Linked DNA regions of Mus musculus: all the other regions are linked to region 1. The links are chromatin contacts, called in public promoter capture Hi-C maps. All regions are on one chromosome and are shown on one strand. The core of a region is the stretch at or near the end of the contact, and the rest is flanking DNA. Distances in the headings are between cores, read along the strand shown. Region 1 holds the start of Hivep1 (human immunodeficiency virus type I enhancer binding protein 1). Region 2 holds the start of Nedd9 (neural precursor cell expressed, developmentally down-regulated gene 9). Region 3 overlaps Gm32401 (a long non-coding RNA gene).

Region 1 (3,869 bases), core at 924-3,423:
TTTACTGTAGAGTTTCTACTTATCACCTAATTTAATCCTAACAACCGAATCAACTGCTCAAACTCAGCCATTTTACAGAGGTAGGGGAAAAAAGTTTTGGGAGAGATTAAAAAAAAATTAACAACTCCAATTCATCCATTTTACAAAGAGAAAACAAAACAAAAAACAAAACAAAACAAAAAAAAAACAAGTTTAGAGAGAGATTATGAAATCTTCCTCAGAACGTGGCCCCACATGACACCTTGCCCATTTCCTCTGAGAAGATAACATTTACCTACCAAGGACAATCCCCTCCCAAAGGGATGAATGACACAGCAAATCATGAAGACATACTTTGGAATCAAACCTGACCAGGTTCAAGGCCAGGCTTTACCCCATTCTGTGTGGCCTTGTTCAAGGTACTTAAGCTCTCAGAAAAGAAGATCAGATTTCCCAAGCTGTAAAATCAGGAAACATTATCCACCCCAAACGGGCTAAGGACTGAGGAGTAAGCTACACAATGTAGAAGCTTTGCCTACCACATGAAAATGCTGAAATATTAATTCCCTGGAAGAACGCCTCTAAGGTAAAGAACATGTATCCCAGACTAAGGTTTTAGATGTATGTTTTCACTTTAGTTAAAACGCATAAGGAAAAGGCGGCTATTACCGTGCTTGCGACTGTAAGCAACACGGCTCTTAACACGGCTATTAGTCGGCATAACACAAACTATCCCCAATCTAACGCCAGGGGAAGAATAAGAAACAGGACGGTCAATGATGGGTGAAAGATAGAGCTCCTCAACTCCCCCTACCACAGAGGCATCAGCTATAGCATCCAAAAAGGTTTTGACTGCACAGAGAATTTAAAGATAAAGCTGTAAGTGTTCCGTTCCGTATTAAAACTAAAGCTTTTAAGCGGTCACGATATTACGAAGTTTTTAAAGCGTGAACTCGGATTGTAAGCCGATCACGTGACCTCCCACAGCTCCCAAGCTTAAATGTTAAAATATGCAAATTCCCAACCTGTAACAGCTTTGTGCGACCCGGTTTTGCAGCCTCCAGCCCCCCTGTCCCTAGCTGTCCAGCCCACATTTAAATCCGCGGTGGAGAAGTGGTTATTTTCAAAGACGACAGCACCACCGTGGCGACTAGGACCAGTGATCGACCATTCTTTCTCGAGAAAGAAATACATACTACAAGGTGCAAAAACAGGACACAATCAAAAAAGCGTAAAGACAGTCACAAGGAGAAAAAACATGAATGAATGTGGAGGGCGGAGCCTGGGAAAACCCCTCTGCAACGCTGCACTGAACAAAGCGCTTCGCATGCCAGAAGGAGGGGGGAATGGAAGTGCCAGCTCCGGAAGGAGCCTAGAGTGGATGCGGAGAGCAGGAGGAGGAGGAGGAGGAGGACAGAGTCGGCGAGAGCAGCAGCCTTGAGACTCCTCCTCGCGCCAGCCTCGCCACAGCCCCCTCCCCTCTCTAGCCGCAACTCCGGCTGGAGCCCGACCCCGCGGCGAGCCCAAGCCGCCCCGCGCCCCTACCCACCGGCCCCGACCCACCAGCGGCGGGCGCGCGCCCTACGGGGAGGGAAACTACCCAGGTGGCCCGGAGTAAACAGGCACTCCGGGCAAAGACCGAAAGGGAAAGCGAGCCACAAAGCCGGGAGGTGCGGAAGCCGCGGCCTGGTCTCCCGCAGCCCCGCCGAGCCCTCCTGCGAGAAGCGGCCGCGGCGACCAGGAGGCCGGCCCTCCGTACCTGCTGGGCTCGCAGGACCGCAGCTCCCGCCGCCCGTGCGGCCAGGACCCGCCGAAGTGGCAAGCGGCTCCCGCACGCAGCATCCCCTCCGCAAGGTCGGCGCCGGCACACGCGCACACACTCACTCACACGCACACCCGCGCGCCCGCCCGCCAGGGGGAGGTGGTCCCGGCCCCCGCCCCCCGCGCCGCGCTCTCCCGGGTGCAGCGCCCCCACCGCCGCGCCCGGCCCCGCACCCGTCGGGAACTGCGCTGCACTTGACAACCGGGACATCAGCACAAGCGGAGCCTCCTCCCGACGGGCACCGAGGCGCGAGCTGGGCGCGGGAGGGACCGAGTGGAACCCGGCGGGAGAGCGGCCTTTACCTCTCCCGGGTGTCCGTGAGGACGGCTGGCAGCGCGAGGGCGGCCAGGGCGAAGGTCGGCGGCTTCCCCCCGCGCGTGGGCGGGGCAGCAGGGGATCCCCGGGGGCGGCGGGGCGGGGGCTGCGGCGGGAGGGCGGGCTCCTGTGAAGCCGGCCCGGGGCCCCCTGCCGCCCCGCCCGCCCGCCCGCCCGCCGCAGGCCCCGCCGCGGGGACCCAGGACGCAGGAGGAGGCGCGGCCCGAAGGGCGGGGCGGGGCGGGGCGGCAGCGGAGGCGGGGCTCCGCGGCCCGGGGAAGCCCGGCCGGGCCGCAGTCGGGGGCGGTTGGCCCGGGAGGAGGGGCGGGGCCGGGCGGGGCCGGATTCTCTTTACCGTCTTTTGACTTTCTAGAGCAGGCTGTGGGCCGGCCCGGTGACGTCATGGTGTCTCCCAGCCCCGCCCCTCGCCCTGGCCCTGGTAGGGAGGAGGAGGAGGAGGAGGACCCTGGAGGGAGGGGGGACCCCAAGGGGGTTTCCTCTGCTCCGCGTAGAGGGAAGGGGAAAATCATAGTGAAACTTGAAACGCATTAACTTTAAAAAATAACTTTTAAAAAAGAGAGAGAGAATGAAAGGGGGCTGGGTTGTTGACTTGGAGGGTCAGAGGGGACGTGTTATTAAGCCCTAAACTGAAACCACTTTTTTGGTGGCGGATGTTCTATTAAAAGACCGAGGAAAGCCAAGGTTATTCCGGAGAGAGCCGGTGCTTCCCAGAGCCTAAGCAGCGGCGAGCGCAGTTAACCCCTCCTTAGCTGCCTGTCAGCTGGGGACTAACCCGCGAGGGAACTTTGGAAGCCGAAGAGGGGGTGCGGGGCGGAGCCACCCAGCAGGCTTCTGGAACTCTGGGGGAGTGAACAGGGAAGACAGACTAATTTATTACAAACCAGAGTTTGACCCCGGCTGCTAGAAAGCGTTAGAGAACGGGAACTGGAAACTTCTGGAAATATCAGGAGAGCTGACTCTGGGGAACGAAGCAGGTTTTCAAGGGTAGGCATAATACTAGCAGTTTGAACTTAAAAATTACACGCATCCACAAAAAAAAAAAAAAGCCGATAGAAGATTGTACGGGCCACCTCAAAGTTGGAAAGAATAAGGTGTTAAAAAAAAAAAGGCGCAAAACAAAAATATTCTTTGTTAAGCGATCATACGCCCACTAACAGCTGACCATCTGTGCAAACTTGTTTTGCTCCCTTAGGCTTTCATAAAGATGTCCAGGTCGTTCCTGCTAACGGTTGACCCCTAAAATCCCCCGAGGAAGTCCTACCTCTAGCTTGCTGGAGCTAAGAAAAGCACAAAGCCCCAGAATGGAAATTATTAAAAATGGAATACTTGGTAATGGCAAGCTTAGAGCCAAAAATAATGTTTTGCAGAGGAAGAAAATATGCCTACCAAAAAGTAAATTTGGTCATAGGAGCAAAGATTATGCAGCTAGAAAGCTCGGGTGGTGGGTAATACTATGTCAGCCTTACAATGAAAGAGTACCATTTTAATATTCCAGTAAGATGTCTTCTATTTTATTAAATGAAATACCCAATGGGTAGGATTCATAAAACATATAATGTAGTTCCCCTCCCCCAGCCGAGCTGTTTGAACCAAAAGATAAACATGCAGACATAGATAATGTGTTAAGATTAAAAACAAAAAGTCTTCAGAAGTCGAGTTTTTGTTACTTGAAACAGAAAGAGAAGAAAAAAAAGTTAAGTGCCAGAGAGAAATTTTTAACTCAATATTTGCT
Region 2 (3,869 bases), core at 1,023-3,522, 690 kb after region 1:
ATCCCTCAGAAAGCACCGGGTGCCATTTCCCTGACTCCTGGATGCAGTAGGGTCTAACTGGGCATGGCTTTCTCCAAAGAGGCACCTACTCGTAGGATGCTGGTGAGCGTGGGTTGGGACTGAGCCCAGGGTCCTTGGCGGTTCTGGAAAGGTACCAACCAACCCACTGGTTTCCTGAATAATTTAATTATATAATCAGTTTTTCATATTTTTCACATTCAGCGTCTCAGGCAATCAATACAGAAAGGGCTATTCCTTTATTTACTGAATTTGTGTTTCTCCAAAAGGTTTAGAGGGAGCATAACCAATAAAAACAAAATGACTTGTGTTACTTAGGCTGCACTGAGATCACAGCATGATAATAAGGGCAAAAACAGGGAAATTGTTTTTTTCTCAAAATTCTTAGATGGCTTCCTATCACACTCAAGGAAAACCCTAGCTCTCTTCCCTAGCAGGTACACATTATTATGTCCTCATTTTATAAGGCTAGCATTGCAAAGTTAAGGAATGTGTATCGATTTGCCTGATAGGAATCAAGCCATCTACCCTGAGAAGACAATTTCACAAACGCCTAGCACAGGCTTTGGCAATGTTGAGGTTGAATGGGTTAGCCTTGCTTTAATCCACTCATCTAAGCATGATTCAGCCTGGCTGCTGAAGAAGTCAAAGGAATGCTATCTCTGTCTCCTGGGGAACCAGGACAAATCTAGAGAGAAAGATTTGACTTGTCCTACAAACATAGGTCCCTAGTGTGAATCTTCAGGGCTGCCAGGATGATCCTGCTACCGCAATCTGCTTCGTGCCTAATCTGTGTACAAAAGACCTTGCGAATCACACAGGTTCAATTCGGCTTTGAGATCAGGAAGTAAAAGCCATGACCTGGAAGGGGCCTGAACCGGGATGTCAACTTCACGAAGGTGGCCAGGGACATCTTGTAGAGCAAACTCCAAGCTGCAGCCAAATGTGGATTCAATTGTCAATGTAAACCCTACCCCACCCCCACCCCCACCCCCACCCCCAGAAACCACTTTTATGCGGCATCTGCTCTCCTATGCTTTTGGCTTAAATCATTTATTTTCAAAAGTTTTAATCCATTGGAAATTTAGAAGGGGATTGGGGAGGCAAAACTGATTCTGGACTACCTTAGTCAGGAAAGAAGTAAGAGCTGATTTTTTTTTTCCACCCGAGTCGTGCAGTCTGGCTGGAATGCATCCCAACTGGGGGATAGTCCTGAATACTCCAAGTCCTGAGGCCCGAGGAAAAGAAAAGCCTGTCTTCTCCTGAGTGATTCTCTTTCTCTATAGAAATCTCAGAATGGAACCGCTCTACAAATCATGTCCCGCGCTCTGCCTGAAAGAGGCTGTTCTTTTTTTTTTTTTTTTTTTTTTTTTTAAACCAGGCTTATCAAACAGAAGCGTTCTCCCTGAATAATAAGTGTGAGTGGGCTAATGGGTCATTTGGGGGAGAGAGGTCAAAAGGAAAAGGCCTCGGTGTTCAAAAGCGGAATCTGGCAATGCCAGCGGTCAAAGAGGAGAGTGCTGGCTGGACAGGCGTGATGTATCGGGTGTGTTCTATAGAACCTGCATGGGTTCCCACCTATCCTTTATCCTCGGAGGTCCTAGTGAGAAGAACCGGGAAGGCCTGGTGCTTATGAGTGAGTTCCTTTTCATTGAGAAAGAAATGTTTTCCAGCTCCTAGCAGACTGACTTAGCAAAGTACTTTGAACACTTGGGGGTGAGGGGAGCAGCCACAGAAAAGGGAAGGGGAAGAGAAAAGACAGGGAAAGAGAGCTATCAGCAGGGGTGGTTAGTAAAAAAAAAAGGGGGGGGTACTGGAGACAGAAAACCCTTTGTTCCTCCAGCTCGTTTCATGTAGAGATTGTAAGGTGAATGGCTTTGAAATGAAATGGGTTTATGAACTAGTTGCTAGGTCACAGGAAGCGCGATCGTCAGACTGCTTTGTGAATTCGGATTCTTTAAAACTTAGGTTACTCTCAAAAGGAACGTACCTCCTTTGTCTGGTTCCTATGTCTTTCCTCTTTATATTTTTATTTCTCCGGGTGGCTGGGGCCGCCTCCCCACTTTCTGTTTTCTCCTCCGCCCTTTTGATAACGTGAAAAGAAATGATCGTATTACACGCTCTTTGTCGGAGGGTTTCAGAAGTTAGAGGTGGGCGGGGTGGAGGCGTTACCTTCACCGCCACCAGCAGCCAATGGCGGCGCGGTATGCAAACGAGGCCCGCGCCGTGCTGGTCTGGATCTGGGCTGTGAGCTCAGAGACTCCGCAGTGCGCGGGAGGCGAAGGCTTCTCATTTCCATCCAGCCCAGCGCTCAATGGAGGGGCGGACTCTGCAGTGCCTCACTCACTGTGTGATTCGATAGGACCAGGGCTCATCAGATCACCGCCGAGATGAAGTACAAGGTAAGAGTGCCTTGTACGCCGTCTCCTGAGAAGCTAGAGGCAGCTGTGCCGGCCGGCGCCTTTCCCACCTTGACAACTGGGCAGGGATCCCTTGTGTGTCTGGTTTTGCCGAGCTGCGTCTGATCTCGCTTCCAGGCTTCCCCCGGGTGTACCGCCAGCAGACATGCGCTTTCAGATCCACTAGTTCTTGGTGCATGGTTCTGAAAGTTGTTGTGGGTGGCGGAAGGCGGTGGAGTAGAGTTAGCATAGGAGCCGCCGCCAGAGATCAGAGGGTGTCTAACTCGCCTCGCAGCAGGCAAGTCGCAGGTCTCTGCCTGACCAAAGCCAGCTTGGGGAGCCATAATAAGGAGAGTCAGAACTGCTGAGTCTCTGACAGGTTCTAAAAGCACCTTTTCAGATTTTTGCCTTAAGCACTTGATCTGGGAAGCTGTCTGCTCGAGGTCCTTTCGGTAGAAGCAGATTAAAAACCCAGACACTATCATAGGCGCGATGATGGAGAATTCCCACATCCTTATGAATAAATGGCTGTTAGTCATTTCTGGATAACTCTTTATTGGGGTTGAACGGGTCTGAAAGTATGAAGGCTCCGGCTGGCTTATTTTCCCTGACGCTTACAGAATGTCCTGCTCATAATTTTGGCAGCTCTATTTTCCACTGCATTTTGCACCACGGTTTCTGGGGTTACTCTTGGCAAAATGATTATGCCTTGCTCAGCACATCCCGTCTAATGAGGCAGTTTCCAAGGGACTTGGCCCAGTAGCAGTTCATGGCAATGACTTGGCGGTACTTACTTACGATCCTTTTTTTTAAAAAAAAATTTTTTTTTTAATTTTAATGGTGAAGAGACATGAGTCCTCGACTTTTAAAGGACTGTGTCATTTCAAAAATTCGTTTTGGTAAGGTGACTTAACAGAGCCAGTTAACTGACTTAGCTAGGGGCTAACTTGGCTTCCCTCTGCGGTATGTAGCCTCTGGCCCTTCCTTTGGGATAGAAGGCTGTAGCTAACAGCCACTGGTTCCCTGTCTATAAATCTTGTTCAAAAGCTGTGAGCCAAAGCATGAGTGATAGTTGTTGGGGAAGTTCCAGCAGTCTAAAGACCCAGATATCTATTGTCATCTCCTATCAGCTTTCCATTTCGTACATCTATGGGGAGGGGCAGAAGAAAGGAAAGCTCTAGGAGTCAGTCAGAAATGATGCAGCTTTCTACCTGGCAGGAACAGAATCTTTTTGGAAGTGATGGGGATACATGGTATCAAGCCTGCAATGTTGTTTTTTTTTTTTTCCTTCCCATTCTCCCTGTTGTTGAATCAAGACAGTGTTATAGAGAAAAGAGAAAGGATTAACTCTGTCCATCATTGGGACATTAAATAGCTGGTGTGAACTCTGAGTGCTGTAGTCTAGAAGGTGAGGACATGTGACGACATCTAAAGTCACTTTGGTTCAGTGAC
Region 3 (3,869 bases), core at 940-3,439, 560 kb after region 1:
TCCATGATCCTGGCTGCTAGGACCAGAAAACCTAGTTGGTTGTAAAGACAGCTATCCATGAGTCAGCCCACAGCCAGGTACATAACCCAGTGGACTACTTCTACACAGTAAGAATATTCAGGACTTCTAACTATGAGCTGACTAAACCAGATCCTCTCATCTTCCAGTGTTTACATCTGGAAGGCTTGGTTTAAGTTCTTTCAAACCCACTGCTCTCTTCTATAACATTCTTCTTTTATCATAAGATGTCATTGGTTAAGAGTCTGATTACACCAGATATTGCCCCGCTCCCCCGAGTTTAACAAATGTGTTGATCAGCTTTGTAACCTGGAATAACTCACTTAATCTCCAACAATATTCCTTGTCTTGTCTCCACATGTGACAGGCAGAATGATGGCCATAAATGTGTCCATGTCCTGATTCCTGTAACATGCAAATATGTGGAGATTTTGCAGTTGTAACTAAATTAGAAACCTAGAGATGGGCATCTCTGCTATTCATGTTAGTCTGGTATGATGGCAAAGGTCCTTAAAATAAGATTCAAATTTCCCCAGCTGTAGTAAAGAGGAGATGTGGCCAGCAAAAGGTGGTGTGAGAGGCAATGTAGAGACTAGAGGCTATAGAGATGGAGGAAGGGAACATTGAGCGAAGCAATGTGGAGAAAGAGGAGGAAACAGATTATCCCCCATCTAGAGTAGAGGAGTCCTGCCACGTCCACACCCCAACTTCACTCAGTTAGATTTGTGTTAGACTTCTAACCCTCAGACATATAAGACAATGAATACGTGCTGTGTTAGGCTGCTGTGTCTATGGTAACTCGATATAGGAGCATTAAAAACCTAAACATTATATTAGATCACACTGAATACACATGAGGAAATGTCTAAAGGAATGTGTACTTTGATATAATGTTGAATACAGCATCTTTTATGGATGATTAAGGCTCTGTGGTCTCATCATTAAGAATATGTTATTTGAGAGATGAATAAAAAATGAAGATACTAAAGAATATGTAATTCATACTAAAACAAGGGCCCCTCATGCTCTGTTTGGCTGCTGCAGCATAATGAACTATCTAGGAGGTGATTTAATAACCATTCTGTATTGATGTACAGCTCTCAACTATTATACAAAGGGAAAACCCAGAGTGATAGCAAGTCACTCCTACTGTCTCCGTCTTCTGATCCACCTCTCAGGTCTAAGGTCTGTATTCACAACATCTACGTGAGGTTCTACTGTATTATATACTTTTATTACATGTAGTCATTTTTTAATTTCATCATTGTATATAACTAATAACAGCCATATATAATTATAGTGATAGTATGGTGTGGTATACACCATCCTGTAGAATGATATCAAGCCAGTTACCATACTCATTACCTTGAATATTTACTGTATTTACTTATTTTTCCTGTTCATGACTTTCTGGTCTTTGGACAACATCTTCAGCCCTGATAAGCAACCTTCGACCTTGTTTCTATAAGTTCAATACATATTAATGAGAATGGGTGGGTTTTTGGCCTATGTCTGGCTTATTTCACTGTTGTAATATTCTCCATCCATGTCATCACAAAAGAAAGACTCCTCCTTCTAGGTCTGTCACTACTACACAGTGCATAGGTACCACTTTTCCTCTATCTGTTCACCCACTAATGATTCTTAGGAAGGTCCCATACTTTTGCTATTGTGAAATATGTTGCATGAATTTGGGAGCAGAGAGGACTTTCTAACCTAGCGATGTCAGGTCCTTTGGTTATATAGCCAGAGGTAGGTGTGTTGACTCAGTACTGCCTTTTAAAATAGTTTGCCCCTTTGCTAACAAACCAGCCTTTTAAGTATCCTTTGTGCCTTCCCAGGTCTTTAGCATAACCTAAGTTTTGTGATGTTTCTTGACATGGTGCATTTTACAACAGTGTCTCATGGTGATGATAGAGGCTAACATTAAAGGGATACTTCAAAAGGCATTAGAGATGCTGTGGCCATGCCTTGTCCATCCTCACAGTTGCTCGAAGGCCTCACCTACAACCTGAAAAGCTCTCCAAGGCCTATTCACAGCCCACCAGAGTCACCAGGAAAGGACTATTAACCAGAATAGAGTTATCGTTATTGCTGATAAGCACAGTAAAGAGAGCTGACTGTTCATTAGAAGACCCTTGTGAATTACTTAAGAACATGGCTTGGCTGAGCTAAAAATCTAGAGTATGCTCACGAATACCAGTTTCCCAATTGAGCAAGAATGTCTGAGTCCTTATCACAGCCTACCATCTTCTAGACTCAAGTGACCCTAAATGCAATTTGGCATTTGGACAGGACATTGGAAACTTTGCATGACTCAGTTAGAGAATAATGCAAAGCTGTTTCCCACCAAGCCACTTTGATCTATGTGGAGCCAAATACCTGGGTCTGTCATGTGATAAGCTACTAAACCAGACAGGGGGAAAGAGGGTAGATTTTTAGTAGAGATCTTAGTAGTTTCAATCATGGTTCTATTTATCAAATGTTTACTAGATTCCAAATATGTGTTCTCCAACATGTGGGAACTGCCCAAGAGCATCCTGCACCCCATGCAAACAGATTTAGCAATTCCACAGTTCAGCCAAAGGGTCTATAGCTGACCAGGATACTAGGTAAATCTAAGGACTGCATTGTAAAACGTTATTCAGTCAATGAGGATAAATAAGCAACAGTTTCTTGGCCTTAGAAGCCTTGCAAACAGGAGACAAAGGCACCATTGTGACATTTTGTGATGAATGAAATGACCGAGATGGAGGAAAAAGATAATTCTTCGGGACATGGGATGTTGAAGGCCATACACGGCCATGTTGCCAGAAAGAGAAGGATGGAGGGCTTTTAAGGCCATGCTATAATTATGAGAGGTCACAGAATACATGAGAACAGTGTGTTCCATGTTATAGGAAGATGAAGGCTACTGGTGAATGTGGACAAGGCTAGTGAGAACCTAAGCAAATAACATGGGTTTGGAGGAGCTGAGTCATTTCAGTTTCATCTTGTAAGGAGCAAGGGCCTGGTAGACATCTTTAAAGAGGGAGGACATGTCTGGGAATATCGAGCACCATGGAGATGCTTCTTCAGTTAATGTCTCCCAAAGGCTTGTTGTCCTGTCAAGCTGCACCCATAGCTTAGACTGGGAAGTGTATAAACAGTAGGAACTTCATGGTCATGATGCTGGCTGGTCTGGATAGACTCCTGGCATCACAGGTGATACTTTCCAGTGGCGTGGCCACCAGTTGTAAGGGCCTAACAAGCTCCTCTGGAACTCTTTTATATGGGCACAAGAGCAGTCAGAGGGGTGACACCTTCATGCCTTAACCACCATCCGTAACAAACTTTAATCACAATGAAAGGTGCCTTTCAACAACTGAAGCTTAGAGAAACACAAATATCCCAGGTCGTTGTACCTGCTGCACGCCCTTCTCAGTATGGACATTAGAAAATGGCCATCACAGCTAAGAATTGCTGTAGTAGTCCAAGCAATACAAGTGTAAACTGAGTGGTGGCACAGGTGGGCACAGAGAAGCCTAAGGGGTTAATATGGTTTGAGGTTTATTTATTTATTTTTTGACAAAGCAACTGGAAACAACTTTTATTTATTATGACATGTATGAACTTAAGTTAGACTTTGTGTTGCCAGTGCCTTGCCCTGCCCAGCTCACTGGAGTGCAGGGTTTTGCACCTGAGGGCAAGGCTGTGAATGGAGATGGGTGGGAATGGAGAAGGGTGGGAATGGAGAGAGCATGCAGAGAGGCTTTTTCTGGTCTGGATACCATGAGCACCCCCACCAAGAGCAGGAGAAACAATGAACATGTTGGGCCTAACAGTGAAACTTAGGCAACAGGCAAAGGAAG

The links. Promoter capture Hi-C pulls out the DNA fragments that hold promoters and counts their contacts. Capture Hi-C pulls out chosen DNA fragments and counts their contacts.
Region 2: a promoter capture Hi-C map of liver shows a contact between it and region 1, with 2.3 times the contacts expected there. The contact joins the promoter of Nedd9 here to the promoter of Hivep1 in region 1. A contact is called at or near these places in 1 of 484 Hi-C or Micro-C datasets (CD8 T cells), 4 of 115 datasets of contacts at active chromatin or transcription factors (double positive thymocytes, effector CD8 T cells, memory CD8 T cells and 1 more) and 2 of 9 other capture datasets (adipose tissue and liver).
Region 3: a promoter capture Hi-C map of the C10 cell line shows a contact between it and region 1. The contact joins the enhancer-like site here to the promoter of Hivep1 in region 1. A contact is called at or near these places in 2 of 39 promoter capture datasets (the C10 cell line and pre-B cells), 2 of 484 Hi-C or Micro-C datasets (CD8 T cells and regulatory T cells) and 1 of 115 datasets of contacts at active chromatin or transcription factors (memory CD8 T cells).

The regions. Positions count from the first base shown.
Region 1 is chr13:42,050,325-42,054,193 of GRCm38.p6, reverse strand. Hivep1 (human immunodeficiency virus type I enhancer binding protein 1) reads right to left here and starts at 2,173. Exons shown (of 9, transcript NM_007772.2): 1 at 2,104-2,173. Gm28707 (a long non-coding RNA gene) reads right to left here. Exons shown (of 2, transcript XR_001780922.2): 2 at 3,627-3,869.
Region 2 is chr13:41,357,404-41,361,272 of GRCm38.p6, reverse strand. Nedd9 (neural precursor cell expressed, developmentally down-regulated gene 9) reads left to right here and starts at 2,272. Exons shown (of 7, transcript NM_017464.5): 1 at 2,272-2,420. The coding sequence starts at 2,409.
Region 3 is chr13:41,493,296-41,497,164 of GRCm38.p6, reverse strand. Gm32401 (a long non-coding RNA gene) reads right to left here. Exons shown (of 8, transcript XR_873291.2): 2 at 342-423. Among named protein-coding and RNA genes, the nearest start is that of Gm32401, 8.3 kb to the right of the region's middle. Within about 2 kb of position 2,189, at least 2 of the 459 cell types and tissues checked have an H3K27ac peak or open chromatin away from gene starts, as enhancers often do.